3 separate regions of the Mus musculus genome follow, and all the other regions are linked to region 3. The links are chromatin contacts, called in public Micro-C and promoter capture Hi-C maps. All regions are on one chromosome and are shown on one strand. The core of a region is the stretch at or near the end of the contact, and the rest is flanking DNA. Distances in the headings are between cores, read along the strand shown. Region 1 holds the start of Gnl2 (guanine nucleotide binding protein-like 2 (nucleolar)). Region 2 holds the start of Rspo1 (R-spondin 1). Region 3 holds the start of Mtf1 (metal response element binding transcription factor 1).

What was found. A called contact is a pair of places that touch in the nucleus more often than the background predicts. Capture Hi-C pulls out chosen DNA fragments and counts their contacts.
Region 1: a promoter capture Hi-C map of liver shows a contact between it and region 3. The contact joins the promoter of Gnl2 here to the promoter of Mtf1 in region 3. A contact is called at or near these places in 3 of 39 promoter capture datasets (hippocampal neurons, liver and pre-B cells), 4 of 484 Hi-C or Micro-C datasets (CD4 T cells, embryonic stem cells and muscle stem cells), 2 of 115 datasets of contacts at active chromatin or transcription factors (bone marrow-derived macrophages and memory CD8 T cells) and 3 of 9 other capture datasets (adipose tissue, liver and pancreatic islet).
Region 2: a Micro-C map of embryonic stem cells shows a contact between it and region 3, with 2.0 times the contacts expected there. The contact joins the promoter of Rspo1 here to the promoter of Mtf1 in region 3. A contact is called at or near these places in 1 of 39 promoter capture datasets (embryonic stem cells) and 1 of 484 Hi-C or Micro-C datasets (embryonic stem cells).

Annotation. Positions count from the first base shown.
Region 1 is chr4:125,027,552-125,031,942 of GRCm38.p6, forward strand. It overlaps Gnl2 (guanine nucleotide binding protein-like 2 (nucleolar)), which reads left to right and starts at 2,463. Exons shown (of 16, transcript NM_145552.2): 1 at 2,463-2,643. The coding sequence starts at 2,580.
Region 2 is chr4:124,984,668-124,989,634 of GRCm38.p6, forward strand. Rspo1 (R-spondin 1) reads left to right here and starts at 1,763. Exons shown (of 6, transcript NM_138683.2): 1 at 1,763-2,004. Gm12930 (a long non-coding RNA gene) reads right to left here and starts at 2,540. Exons shown (of 3, transcript XR_003955275.1): 1 at 2,267-2,540.
Region 3 is chr4:124,799,975-124,804,409 of GRCm38.p6, forward strand. Mtf1 (metal response element binding transcription factor 1) reads left to right here and starts at 2,575. Exons shown (of 11, transcript NM_008636.4): 1 at 2,575-2,669. It overlaps Inpp5b (inositol polyphosphate-5-phosphatase B), which reads left to right. Exons shown (of 24, transcript NM_008385.4): 24 at 732-1,537. The coding sequence ends at 847.

The sequences.
Region 1 (4,391 bases), core at 1,213-3,712, 230 kb after region 3:
GCCTGATTCAAAATTTCATAATGAAATTATGTCTCTGATCAAAGCCTGCATGAGCTCATGAGCTGATTTTTGCCATTCGTGTTTATTCTGGTTTGCACCAAGTTGAAGCATCAGAAACACATTAATCTAATCTTCTTTCTGGGAGGAGGCTCTTGTACCCTCATCTGGGGATCAAAGGGATGGAGGATTGCAAGGAGGATCTTTAGCCCCTCACTGAATGTGCACTTTTGATTGGTTCTTTGAGTCCCCTTAGGCACATATGAGGGGTAGGGCCTTCCTAGGAGAGTTGAGTCTCCTGACACTTGCCCTTGAGGCAAGAAAAGCAAAGTTTAAGAAGGGAAAGAGACTCCCATCTCTCCTCTGGACACAGTCTGCTTTTGCTCTAGAAAGAATATTTCGGGGTTTGTTTGTTTTAGACTCAGAGAAGCGCTCAACTGTACCTCTTTCAACTGGAGCGCTTCACCACAGGTTTTCTTCTTACAAAATGAACTCAGATCCAATGGCCCCACACTTCTCATGGATCTTACTCAATCAGCATTTTTCTGGTCCTTCTCGAAGGCACACAGATAGGCACTCCTGTCAACTCAAGTCCCAACAGAAAAGGCACTTGGTTGAAATCTGGGAAACAGAATTCCCTGGGTCTCATGGGGCCCTTTAGACAAGAGGTACCCCCCCCCCACCTCTGTCCTTATTCATCCAAGAAAGATTTAGTAAGGCCTTATTTTATGTCAGATGCCTGTTCAAAGTGTTTTTAATTTTTAAGCCCAGGGGACCTTTACATACTTAACTGCACCTTTGTGACAGTCTCTCTCTCTCTCTCTCTCTCTCTCAAGATAATGTCTCAGAGGGCTGTGGTGGCACACCGCCACACTGGAAGTGGCACACACTTTAATCCCAGCACTCTGGAGGCCAGCATGGACTACAGAGTGAGTTCCAGGGCAGCTAGGGCTACAAAAAGGAACCCTATCTCAAAACACAAGCAAACAAACAAACAAAAAGATAATGTCTTTTTCTACAGTTTGGCTTGTATCTTCCTATATAGCCCAGGCTAGACTAGCCTTGAACTCACGGCAGATAGTCTAACCTCAAATGCTGAGGTTAGAGGCTCATGCCAACACACTCAGCTTTGTTACGTTCTGGGGACACGGAGGTGAATAACGTACCTGATTTCCATTTTCCTAAGCTTATGGCCTAGACCCAAGAAAGCAGCCAATGCTCTTGTGAACAGAGTCATTTCGGGTAGTGGCATGTGCCGTGAAGTGAGGTGGGATGGAATAACAGGAAGAGAGTGGCTGACTTAAATCAGTAACTCAGCAAATACTTCTGCCAAAGGAGCTGCTGCCAGATAGATCAAGAGAATGTAGTTCCATTTAAAAACAAGTGAACAGTGAAAAAAATCTTTTGGTGTAGGGTCTCTCTATGTAGCTCAAGCTGGATTTGAACTTGTGACAATCCTCCTGCCTTAGCCTCTCAAGTATATCATGTTTCCTTAGATCCTTTAAGTTATCCTAAACGATGATTGGAATATAAGCTAGAAAGTGTGTTTATTTATTTTTAACCTGAAATTCAAATTTCACTGTCTTGTATTTTTTTTCTTGATGTTCTCCTCCCCCCCTCCTGCTTCCCCCTCCTCCTCCTCCTCCCCCTCCTCCTGCTCCTACTCCTACTCCTCCACCTTCTTGGAGACAAGTCATGCTATATAATGTGGACAAGTCTGGAACTCCTTCCTCTGCCTTTTGAGCATTGGTATTATAGGTGTGTGTCACCATGCTGATGAATTTGCTAGTGTTTGCAATCCTATGGATAGAGGATATTTGAGCAGGAACTGACCAGAAGGAACCAGCGATGCCGATTCAGGGAATGTGTGATCAAACAGAGCAACATTCAGTGTAAATGTCAGAAGAGGGAGAAATGAGGTCAGAGGAACGGAGCCAGATCACAAGTTTTGTAGGGATTGGAAGGAGTTTGAATCTGTCTCTCTTTGCGATAATAAACCATTGGAGAATTTAAAATCTCTCTCTCTCTCTCTCTCTGTCTCTCTCTCTCTCTCTCTCTCTCTCTCTCTGTCTCTCTCTCTGTCTCTCTGTCTCTCTCTCTTTCTTTCAAGCTGAGGCTTGAATCCAAAGTCTGTTGTTACTAAAAACTGCTCTACTCCAGCCTAAAATTTAAAGGCAGGTATGACCTGTTCTGATATTTGCCCGCTCTTGCTGGAACACTTTTAGAAAGGTTCAGAGGGCAAATTCCCATCAGCTCATGCACTGGGCCGAGAACAGGCTTCTCTCTTTTTCTCTTTCTCTCTTTTTCTCACTAAACCCAGGACTGCCCGGTGCCCTGGACGTTGCTATGGAAGGGACGCTTGACGGTTGCTAGACCCGGGGGAGGCGGGAGCAGGACAGAGGCGGAGCCGGGTCAGCCTTAGGCAAGCGCCGCGCGCTCTCAGGAAGTCGCGTAGCGCGAGCGGAAGTGACGTCGCGCGTGTTCAGGGTCCAACGTGCTTCACACAGGACGCTTTCCCGGCTGGGAAGTCGTGAAGTGGTTTACCTCGCGAGTAGCAGAGCGGTGTCGGTACTGTCGTCAGGATGGTGAAGCCCAAGTACAAAGGACGGAGCACCATCAACCGCTCGGCGGCCAGCACCAACCCAGGTACGGCGGACCGGGCGGGACCAGGCCGCAGGAGCCGTCGGGGACGGAGGAAGGCCCGTTCCGGCCTGGGCGGCGGACCCGAGGTCTAGGCACCTGCTCTAAAGTTGGGGGATGAGTCACGCCAGCCTCTGGCAGCCCCGAGGCCTCTCAGGAGGAGGTGTAGAGAAAGGCAAGTTAAAAGTGGGCTAGGGTCCTGGAGTCCTGGCACATGCCTGTCATCCCAGCACTTAGGAAGCTGAGGCAGAGGGGATCACGAGTTAGTGGCTATCTGGACTACAGGGTACAGACTGAAGACACAGAGTGGAGTAGGTTGGCCCAGGTGGCATTTTACCCTTAACCATAGCATTCGTGCCACCTTAGCTTTGACCGTGGAATCAGACCATGCATAAGCAACACTTCAGGTAAATATAGTGATTTCAATAGAGGTGGTTTTGAGATACGAGAAATTCCCATCTACAGGGCAAACAAAACAGGCTTTCGAGGAGTCCCTCCCACTTTGATTTAGCTACTAAAACTGTGTTTAAATATGGGTTAGTCATAGAGGGGCTTGGTGACGCATCCCTGTAGTTCCCAATACTGGGAAGGCAGGACAGACAGATCTCTTGTGAATTCGAGGCCAGCCTGGTCTGCATAGTGAGACTGTCTCAAACTGGTGGGGGGAAAAATTAGGTATACTCTTGTCTCCGTAAGGCTGCAAGGATAGCTGACTTCTGTATCTCCTTGTAATTTGCATAATTAGGGTTTTGATTAGATTTTTTTAAAAAAATGATGAAAACACTCAGAGACTGGAGAGAACATGGGGAGAATAAGAGCTCACTCGTACTGCTGTTGCAGGAGGACCAGAGTTCAATTCCAGTTCAATCAGCTCTCACCTACCTGGAAGTTCAACTCCAAGGGGAATCTGATACCTCTGGCCTTCAAGGCATCTACCCACATATATCCGTATAATGTTTAGTACTGTGTATGTAGCAGTACTAAAGGAGAACATGCAGGAAAGTTGCTGCGTTACTTTGTGATCTTTTATAACTGTATTAAGTCACATAATACCATGCATTTGGAAGATTCACTTGGGATTGGTTGGTGATTAGTGTGATGATGTTTCTAAGCAGGGGTTAAGTTTATCAACAGCTGAAAAATGTAGACGGAAACCTTGAGGGTTGGTAGGAAGAGGGACTCAGGAAAAGGATAGGTAGCCAGATGTGTGTGGGCCGACTTCTCAGGAGAGCCCTCCAGGGGTTTAGTTTGATTTTGGGTTCTCTCTTAAAATTTAGAGTGGGAGGGGCTGGAGAGATGGCTCAGGGGTTAAGAACGCTGGCTGTTCTTGCAGGGGACCTGCAGTGATTCCCAGCACCCATGATACAGACGACCATCTATCTGTAACTCCAGTTCCAAGAGATCTGCCACCCACTTCTGGCCTTCACTGACACGCTGTGTGTGTTTAGTGCAGAGACATGTGGGCAGGATATGGTATTACATATTATACTTACATATGAAGTATAAATAAATAAAATTATTAAAAATTTAGGACAAGAGAATTAGTTATGAATTCACAAAGAGGGTTTCTAGATATGCTGCTTCTAACCTCAGAAGCTGTGGGAATCAGTCCTATAAGCCATGATTTGTGTGAAATTTAACCCAACTTTTAGAACCCATCATCATCTCTTGAAAGTTAAGACAGGTGGTGGCTCACATCTTTAATCCCAGTACCTGGGAGGCAGAGGCAGGTGGATCTCAGTGAGTTTGAGGCC
Region 2 (4,967 bases), core at 513-3,012, 180 kb after region 3:
AGGCAGCAAGATGGCTCAGCGGGCAAAGGGGCTTGCTGCCAAGACTGAGCACCTGAGTTCCATCCTCAGGAACCGTATGGTATCTGGCCTCCACCAGCCTGTGGGCACCCCTCCACACACTAAATAAATAAATAAATAAATAAACGTAAAAGAGAGGGGAAGGGGGAGGAAAAAGGAAAGAGAAAAATCTGTGGTTGGGAAAATTAGGCCATAGATTATACATTTGCAAATCAGTGTCCGGAATATATTAAATGCACAGGAAAAATCTCTTCCCTATGCCTCCATTGGGTCACATGCTCTAACCCCCATCTCCTCCCACCCAGGGGCCTTCCTCCCTTTCTCACCCATCCCTGAACAACACAACCAGACTGCTCAACTCCCACAGACTTCCTCAGGCGAGAAACCTGAGCCCATGCCCAACACTGACAGCTTCGCCTTCTAGGGGCCAATGCTGAGTCTCTCTCTCTCTCTCTCTCTCTCTCTCTCTCTCTCTCTCTCTCTCTCTCTCTCTCTCTCTCCCTCTCCCTCTCTCTCTGCAACAAAATAAAGCCAAACAAAAGCCCGACGCCTGGCGTGGCTGGTCAGGGAGTTATGCAAGTGTGTAAAAAAATAAAATAAAATAAACATTGCGTTTTCGGCATTTAAGGCTGTTTGATTAGGTGCAGAGCGTTAGCCAAGGGCTGATCGGACACAGGAGGCTGGGGCAGCGTGAGAGGGAAGGGCCTCTGGGAGGGGCTCCAGGGTCCCGGACCAGCTTCTATGAACTTGGGGAGGCTTCTGAGCATGAGCCCAGACTCTGGGCATTTGGGGAGCCTCCACTTCCTCAGGCTAGACACCCTGCTGCTCCTCCCTGGTCATTTGACCATCGGGACACCCTAGGGGCCACTCGATCCTTGGCATCACCACCATCTCCCATCACTCCCAGCGACCCCGTGCCCTTGGCTCGACTGTCAGGGCTCCCTCCTCCACTAAGGAGATTCCACAGCCTGTCTTCATTACTCGCCCCCACCCCCCTAGCCAGCCCATCCTCTCCGCTGGAACTGGGCAGACTGCAGTTTGAGGTTCTCTCCATCCAGTCTAAAGAGAGGGTGGAACTCAGCTGTTTGCCACCCTCAGGCAGGCGTGTGGCTCCCTCCTTCCCTGCAGGTTTAATTCAACCTCTCCTAGGTCGTTGCAGGTGTCTGGAACCCTCCCTTTCCTACTTTGTTATCTCACAAACATTTTTCGAGTTCCTGTCCGGAATTGGGCATCGTTCATTTCACGAAACCCTCAAAACAGATGAAAACCGGGAGGCTCAGAGAAGTTAAGTAACTTACTCCTGGCCACACAGGCGACGGATGAGGGAGCAGGGAGTGGACTGGGGGGTGTATTGTAGGATGGCCCACACTGATTCCAGTGCGAGGAGGTGATAAAAAACTTTCCTTCCCCGGGTCTTCGAAACTGGTCAGATGCTCTGAAGGTTTGATCCTGAAGGAAAGAAGGGTGTGGCTGGGCCATTACAGCCATTCTGTACCTGCCCCCCTTTCCAAGATTCTGATGGAGGGCATGGGCCTTAGCAAGCATCCTGGGTCCCTGCTCCTAACCCAAGAAAAGCGGGTGCGGGTCGGAGAAAGGGAACGTGAGCTCGCAGCGTTCGCCATACAGCAGACGGCGCGTCCCTAGTCCTGGTGTGCGGGAGGGGGCTACGGAGTCCCGGGCCCGGCGCTCCAGTCCGTTTTTTCTTACGGATCGGGCAGGGGGGCCGGCCGGGGGTGGCGCCGGGGGATTCCCTCCCTCGTGCGAGCCGGGGACCGGCCCCTCTCCGGGCGCGGGGCGCAGAGCCCGGGCGGCGCACTGCGGGGCCCGCGCGGGCCGCCCCAGCACCAATGCACCGGGCGGGGCGCTGGCGGCCGAGAAGGCATTGAGCAACTGGGCGGCGGGCGGAGCGCGGGGCCGACGGCAACGCGGGACCCAGTGGCCGCGCCCTCGCCCCTCCGGGCTGCCCCGCCACGGCCGCTGCGCCAGGTGAGTCCCGCGGCCCGCGCCGTCCGCCTTGGGGTCCTGGGTCCACGTCCGGGCGCAGTCAGAGCTGGGGAGGCAGCGCAGAGCCCGACCCCATCCCGTCGTCCCTCCGCACATCAGCCCGGGGCACCCCGCCCCGAGTCCCCAGCCGCGACCTTCCCGCCCCAGCCGTGCCCCCACGCATCCCAACGGCAACCCAGCTGTGACCCAACCCTGACCCACGCGACCCAGCCCCGCCTCAAGTCCCCAGCCCCAATCCACTCACCCAGCCTTGCCCATGCATCCCAGCTGCAACTCAGCTGCGACTCAGCCCCATCTGGAATCCCTAACCCCGACCCACGCGACCCACACACCCTAGAGCAGCGACCCAGCCCCGACCCACGCACCCTAGCTGCGACCCGGCTCCGACCCACGCGACCGGGTCTGGTTCGCGTAAACCCGGTCCCTCCTCCCAGCCTGACGCAGTAGAAGGCCGATGCGCTGCACCATGGCCTGGAGGGGAGAGGTGTGCTGCGGGCACCCAGGGACGTCAGGGTGGACAGGGCACAGGAGACCCGATCCTGCGTATTTGCAGTGCTCATGGGGATGCTGGGGGCATGGAGGTGGGGGCAGTGGATCCGCTCCCCTGGCACCTGTCAGGGCCTCACAGAGAGGGAGGGAGAAGGAGAGAGAGAGAGAGAGAGAGAGAGAGAGAGAGAGAGAGAGAGAGAGAGAGAGAGAGAGAGAGAGAGAGAGAGAGAGAGAATATATATATATTAGAATGAATGGATAGTGAGCGGTGCAGGCACACAGAGCAGAGCTTCTCTCCGCGTTCTGGGTTTGGGGGGCAGCGGGGTGGCCACAGTCTCCGATCCTGACATGGCTCTGCAGTGCCCACGGGTTCCACAGGCAGGCACTCAGTGCCACCCCTGCCCCCGAAATACTTCGGCTCCTTTTGGCATCTAATTCCTAGGCCGGTTGCCAATCCTAGGGATGAGAGTGTTGGCTAATGAGAAGCTGTCGAAGTGGTTTACATTTGGGGGGTCTGTATCTGACATCTGACGGAATACCAATTCATCTTAATGTTGTGGCAGGCAAGGAGGTGAAAGTTCTTCCAGCCCCCCCCCTGCTCAGGCGGAGTTTCCGCCCTCAGCTCCACCCGCAGCCAGCGGAACCCCTTCCTCAGTGTGGGTCCACCCTGTAGGTTCTCCCCTCCCTGACCCATGTGACCTCAGTTTGTGATCTCTGGCCATCTCAGTCTCCGGCGCCCAGATTCTTCACCGTGTGCTGGCCCATTCCCAGAGCCGTGATGATCCAACCTCCCTAACTCTCTGCAAAAGCCAGTCTCCAGGACACCCAGGCACCTAGTTCCCAAATTAGTTTTAAAATTCTCTGTCCTTAACTCCACAGGGTCGCGTTTCCCTGTAATCCTTTCTCCTTCATTTGTGATGGAATAAATGAAGGTCTAGCCCCTGCAGGTGGGAGGAGGTGCAGAGTAAGTGGGGGGAATCTGCCCCAGCCAGCAAAGTTGTTCTCACCCCACCAGTGCCTGGGGCTTTGAACGATGCTTGCTCATTGCTCTTTCCCACAGGGTGGTGTAATGAGCCCTCCCAAGTGAACTTGTGAGCTATAGCAATTCAACACCCAAAGTATATCGAAAATTATGGTAGAAACAAGCAAGGGTATTTAAAAGTCCACCCTCTGCTCCTGGCTCCTCTCCCTGTCCTCCCGAGTGTCAGTGTCCCCGTGAATGCCCAGGTGGGACCCAGAGTAGCTGGAGGCAAAGGGAACCTGAGAGACAGGACTCTGTGGCCCTCGGGAGCTTGGTACCACAGTCTAAGGACCTGCCCTGTGTTTAACAGTCCCTCCAGCAAATTGCCGAATATCCTGGCCATACTGGGCCGTTGTTTCCGGTCTGAGTCTGCCTTCAGCTGTAGCAAATGCATCTTCACTGCTCAGCTCTTTACCCACACTGCACTGCTCCTGTCTGTTGCTTGTACTCCCTGGTGTGGATGAACTATTAGCTCATTTGCTCGGTTTGAGATAAAGATACACAGCGCCCGAAAGTGTTTGAGATTCTTTCCACTCCAGGGGGAAGTCAGTGAGCGCCCCCCTGGACCAATGAAACTCACATCTGTCCCTCCTCTCCATGCCAAGCAGAGACAGGTTTCCTAGAGACCTTGGTGGGGGCTGGGAAGAAGTTCTCATTGGCAGGGACTCCAGGGACTTGGTGAGTGTGGCAGGGGCAGGCCAGGGGGGAAGCTGGGAGGATGGGAAAGGAGTGGGCTAGGAGTTGCCTGCCATCGGCTGGACTGCTCAGCCCTTGGCCTTGAAGTACCTCGTGCCCTTTTGTGGGCACCAAGAGTATGGAGACAGCTGGGAGAGCTTTCCTGAGTGGTGGACTCCACAGAATGAGGCCAAAGTCAGAGACACAGGCTTGACCCCAGACTTGTTTGAGGCAGTGTTTGCAGGCGCAAGGACTGGTGGGCCGGAACTGCCCAATCCTAGCATCCTATCTGACACAGGCTTTCCTGAGAGGTGACAGCTTCAGGACCAGGGCCACCAAACCACAGACATGCAAATGTGGCAACTACACTCCAGGGCTCTGCATTTAGCATGCTACCCTGATGATTCAGGAGATGTTAAATTCCTTTATCGGGGCCATAGGAACGCGACGCACAGTGAAACCTCATTCATGAAAAATGTAACTACCTTAATTGAAACCCCACTAGTGCCCACCCTGTTCTGAGCACACGGTGGATGCGCTCACCTAAGCTGGATCTAAACCAGACTCTTGCAGATTAGAAAATGGGCTCGAAGCTTCTAGGCCAGTAACCCAAAGTAACACAGCTAATTCACCAACAGGGTTGGCCTTGCAAGCCTGGCAGCCTGACTCTGAAGTCTGTACCCATGACCATCAGGGGCCACATTCAGCCACACCCCCCCTCCCCCGACTCTGTTGGGGCTGAGGACTCTAGTTTGGTACA
Region 3 (4,435 bases), core at 1,325-3,824:
CTGGCCCCCCAAGCTCTGAGGAAGCTTTGTTTTGTTTTAACTTTTTAAAAGGCGGTCAAGTTATGCTGCTGAAGCTGGCCTCAAACTCACTCTCCTGGCCTTGGACTCAGCATCCTCTTGCTTTGGTCCCCAGTGCTGCATATGCACCATCATGCCTTGTTTTGGGCAAAGTTTATGCAAATAATGTTTTTGGGGACTGGAAGTATGACTTAATGGTAGAACCCTTACCTACCATGTGCAAGCCCTTGTGCTAGTTCCTTCTTTTAGCTAGACTAGCTGGCTGGCAAGGCCTCAGGACCCACCTCTCTCTCCCTCCACATCACTGTGGTTACAGGTACATTTAAGTGGGAGCTAGAGATCTGCACTCAGGTCCTCTGTCATGTTTGCATGGCAAGCACTTAACTTAAGGAGCCATCTCCACAGCCCCTCTTTATTTCTTGAGGCAGCCTCCCACTGTATAGCTCTGCCTGGCCTGGAACTAAAGACTGGTAGGAATAGAGACTTGTTTCTCCCCCACCCCCCAGTTGTTTGTGCTTTCAGGAAGGAACTACCTGGGCATAGAGGTACATGCCTTAATCCCAGTCTCAGGAGGAAGAGGCAGGTGGAGCCCCTGAGTTCAAGGCACCCAGGCCCTGCCTTTAACACAGAGTGCTTGAGGTAGTCTGTTCTCTCTCCTAATCACCCCCGTGTCCCAGTTGCTAAGTGGTATTTTCTGTTTCTGTCATGCACAGCTAGCATATTTGGCAGCTTACTGCTCCGGAACCCAGCTCGTCACCAAAAGCTTGACATGGCGGAAAAGAAGAAGGCCCAAGAGTTTATTCACCAGTTCCTCTGCGGTCCACTCTGAGCCTCACTACTCCTCTCCTGTTTTCCTTAAGGCAGCCACAATTGTCAGCCCCACCTGTTTCAGCTCAAGAACTGCCTTAAGCTGGTCTGAGGCTGCTGGAAGAATGGCAGCCACCTGTTTCTTCTACCTGAGCCTAGACCTGCCCCTTCTCCATGCCATTGGCTAGCACACCCATGCTGACTTGTGAAGACATGGGGGCAATCCACCATAGTAGAACTGACGTTCCACATTCAACTCTAGTTATTTAACACAAATAGCTCCCTATTCATTTTTATTTAAAAGTTTTAAGTAACTGTACTTTGCCTTATTCAGCCAGCCTCCAGGACATGCAGTCAGTGAGTTCCCCATATCCCGTACTGAGCATCTCATGGTCAGATACTTGGACTAACTGAAGTCCCTGAAGGAGAATGGCTTGGGGCGGCAGGACTCTGCTTAGAGGTTCCTGGATAAACAACTTTTAGCCATCCAGATGCTTCCACTGTCCAAGCCGCAAACATGTTCATGCATAGGGCACCTGTTCCCTTTCTGCTCAACTCCAAGGCCTCTCAGTCGCCCCCAAGAGCACTGAAGAAAGGGGGTTCTGGTGAAACAAGTGGGATTTTGTAGGATATTCAGTCCTCCCAACTGTATATAATGCAGCACCTCTCATATATGTAATATATTTTAATGAAAATGTATTTTTAATGGTGACTATGGTTCTCTCTTTTTTTAGTTATGTGTATGTGTGTGGTGGTGGTGGTACATGCATGTGTGAATGTGCTAGGAGAGGCCAGAGGCTCAGATCTCTCTGAAGCTGGATGTGAGCCATCTAATGTGGGTTCTGGTTTCAAAAGAACTCTAAGGTCAGAGCAGTCAGTTGGTCTTCTCTTCCCCAATCCTCCTCTCTCAAGAGATGGTAGTTCCTGGCAGCTAGTCCTTTGTGGCTTAAGAACAGAGCAGCTGATCTGTGGCATGCTGGTGCGCCAGAGTCACTTATTCAACCTTACTCAGAGGGAATGGCACAGCAGTTTGGGCCTGAACCCTGATCTAGCCTCTAAGAGCACTGCTCCAACGTAAACATTCGAGAGAAGTCGTTCATGGGGTAAATAAGCATTAGCTTATGTGAGAGTCTAAAAATTACATATACAGGAATATAATAGAAACACGAGAAAAGTATCTTCTTGGGCTTTGAAATATTGCTACCACCGAGTGGATTTCAAGGGTGGGTAGGATAAGTGTTAAGAGCTGACAGGGGACTGGCCAGTAGGTGGCGCTGACCCTTTCTAGAGCAAAAACCCTCCTTAAGGAAGGTTGGAACCGCTAGCTCCCGCGGGCGCGTGAGAACGAGAAGTTTCTGGAGGGCTCTGCTCAGCGTTCCGGTCCTGGGGGGGAGCCTCAGCCAGGTGAACTATGCTGCGTGGGTACAGTGGGGCGAGGAGAGGGATGCCGTGGGCTGGCCTACGCATCTGGAAGGCGGCGGCTGACTGCAGCCTTCTTGCTGCAGCTGTGGACGCAGCTGGGGCTGAGAACACCTCGACTTCACCGCTGATGTCGCGTATCCTCCCGCGCTCGAAACAGCCCGCTCTCTATGGTCAGCTTCCCGGTGCGGCACCGGAGCGCCAGACTCCACTCGCTCCGCCCACAGCCCGCTGGGGAGAGGCGCGGTCTCAGCCCCCTGGAGAGTAGAAGCCAATCACGAACAGCAGCAGGCCCAGGGCTCCCCGGGCCTCTCCTTCCTCCGGAAAGCGGAAGCGGAAGTGACGCTAGGGACAGGTGGGGGCAATCATGGTGCCGCTTGGGAGGGGAGAAGCTGCTGCTGCCGCCGTTGCCGGGAGCCGCGGAGGTAAAAGCAGAGGCTGGACTCGGCTGGGGCTGGAACTATCCGGGGGGTGCGGGACTGGGGCTCCCTGCCGTAGCCATTCCCGGCTGAGACTTCATTCCACTCACCCGAGGGACCCCACCCCTCCTCCGTTTCCATGGGGATGGGTATCCAGCCCCCCTTCTCTGTTTCCATGGAGACCCGGACCCTGCCCCTCTTAGCCCAGCTCGTAGCCCCCAGACTGCCTCGGGGTTTTTCTCTGTAGCCCTGGACTAGGGGTGCTTTCCCGGTCAGGGTCCTCATGCTAGTCTCTCAGAGGTGCTGGGTTCGCAGTCCTCGGCCACCCTCACACCTCCTGGTCTTGTTACAGAAAGTTGGTCTCTGCGTTTCCCGGGGCAGCCCACCGGGTCTCTTATCTCTCCTCTCAGACACCGAGAAACGTGTATTTCTGGGGTTGCGTAAGCAAAGGTTCGGGCTGGTTCCTCTCAGATTAGATCCCTTGACCTGTGCCTGGTAACTACCTCGCCTGCTTGTCACTCCGGCTAGTAAAGGCTCACTTTGCCGACTCTTGAGCTGAAGAGAAAGTGCAGAACCAGGTTGAGAACTAAGTGATGTGCTGGTTATTTTAAATTCTCCTTTTGTGTCTGCCAAACCCACATTTGTAGAACCTGTGTGTTTTCGGGTGAAGGAGGAATCACCATTCCAGACCATGAAAGCTTCAAATTTGGTAATTTCCTCAAGAGGCTATCTTCAAAAAGAGACCGTCTGCATGTCTGTCATTCATTTTGCTGATATTTCCTGAGCTGCTCGTGTCAGTATTGCTTATGTTAAGTCAGCCTTTCGGGTCAGAAAGCCTAGTCACTCTGTACAAGTGTACTCTCTGGTCCAGATCATGTTTTACGATATAAATAATTAAAGTGATTTGCATCAGCTACTCCTTATTAGGGTTTAGCCCCTCCACCTGATGTGTTCTAGAAATGACAGAAGGAAGCCACCCTTTTTCTTTACCTGCAGTTTCTCTTTCTGTATGAAACAGGAAGCCCTGGTCCCACTGTAGAAAAGCAGGCACGGATAGGTTGTCCAAGCAGTAAAGGGCAAAAGGAGGGTTTGGAGGTGGTTATGTTCAGAGTGTTGTTTCTGCACCACCAACTACATGAGGCCGTGGCACTGCCTCACGGTGTGTTTGCGGGGAGGGAGGGCATTGGGACGGGAGCACCTCACTGAAGGTTTGTAGCCACTCTTTCTTTAAACAGCCACCTGTTTGCTCTTTTATCCTCCTTAGCTTCATAGATCCATCTTTAAAGTATGTGACAGTAGAAGGTCTTGTGAATGCCAACTTTGAATTTTTTGGGGGAAAAAAAAAGATTTGCTTTTTCCTTGTCAGTGACTGATTGTGTCAGATTTTAAGTATTTCCAAGGAACATAATTTTTTTTTTTTGCTTTGGTTTGCCTCTGTGTGATTGAGTATGTGTGTTTGATTCTTTTGAGACTGGGTTTCTCTGTTTAGCCCTGGCTGTCCTGGAACTCACTCTGTAGACCAGGCTGGCCTTGAACTCAGAAATCCGCCTGCCTCTACCTCCCAAGTGCTGGGATTAAAGGCGTGCGCCACCGCTGCCCGGCATGCGTGTGTGTGTGTGTGTGTGTGTGTGTGTGAGTGTGTGTGTGTGTGTGTGTGTGTGTGTGTGTGTGTGTGTGTGTGTGATTCTTACTGTGTATCTCTGGTTCACCTGGAATTCAAGAGAGATCCAGCTTACTCAACCTCTCAGGTGCTGGGTTAAAGACATTCACCA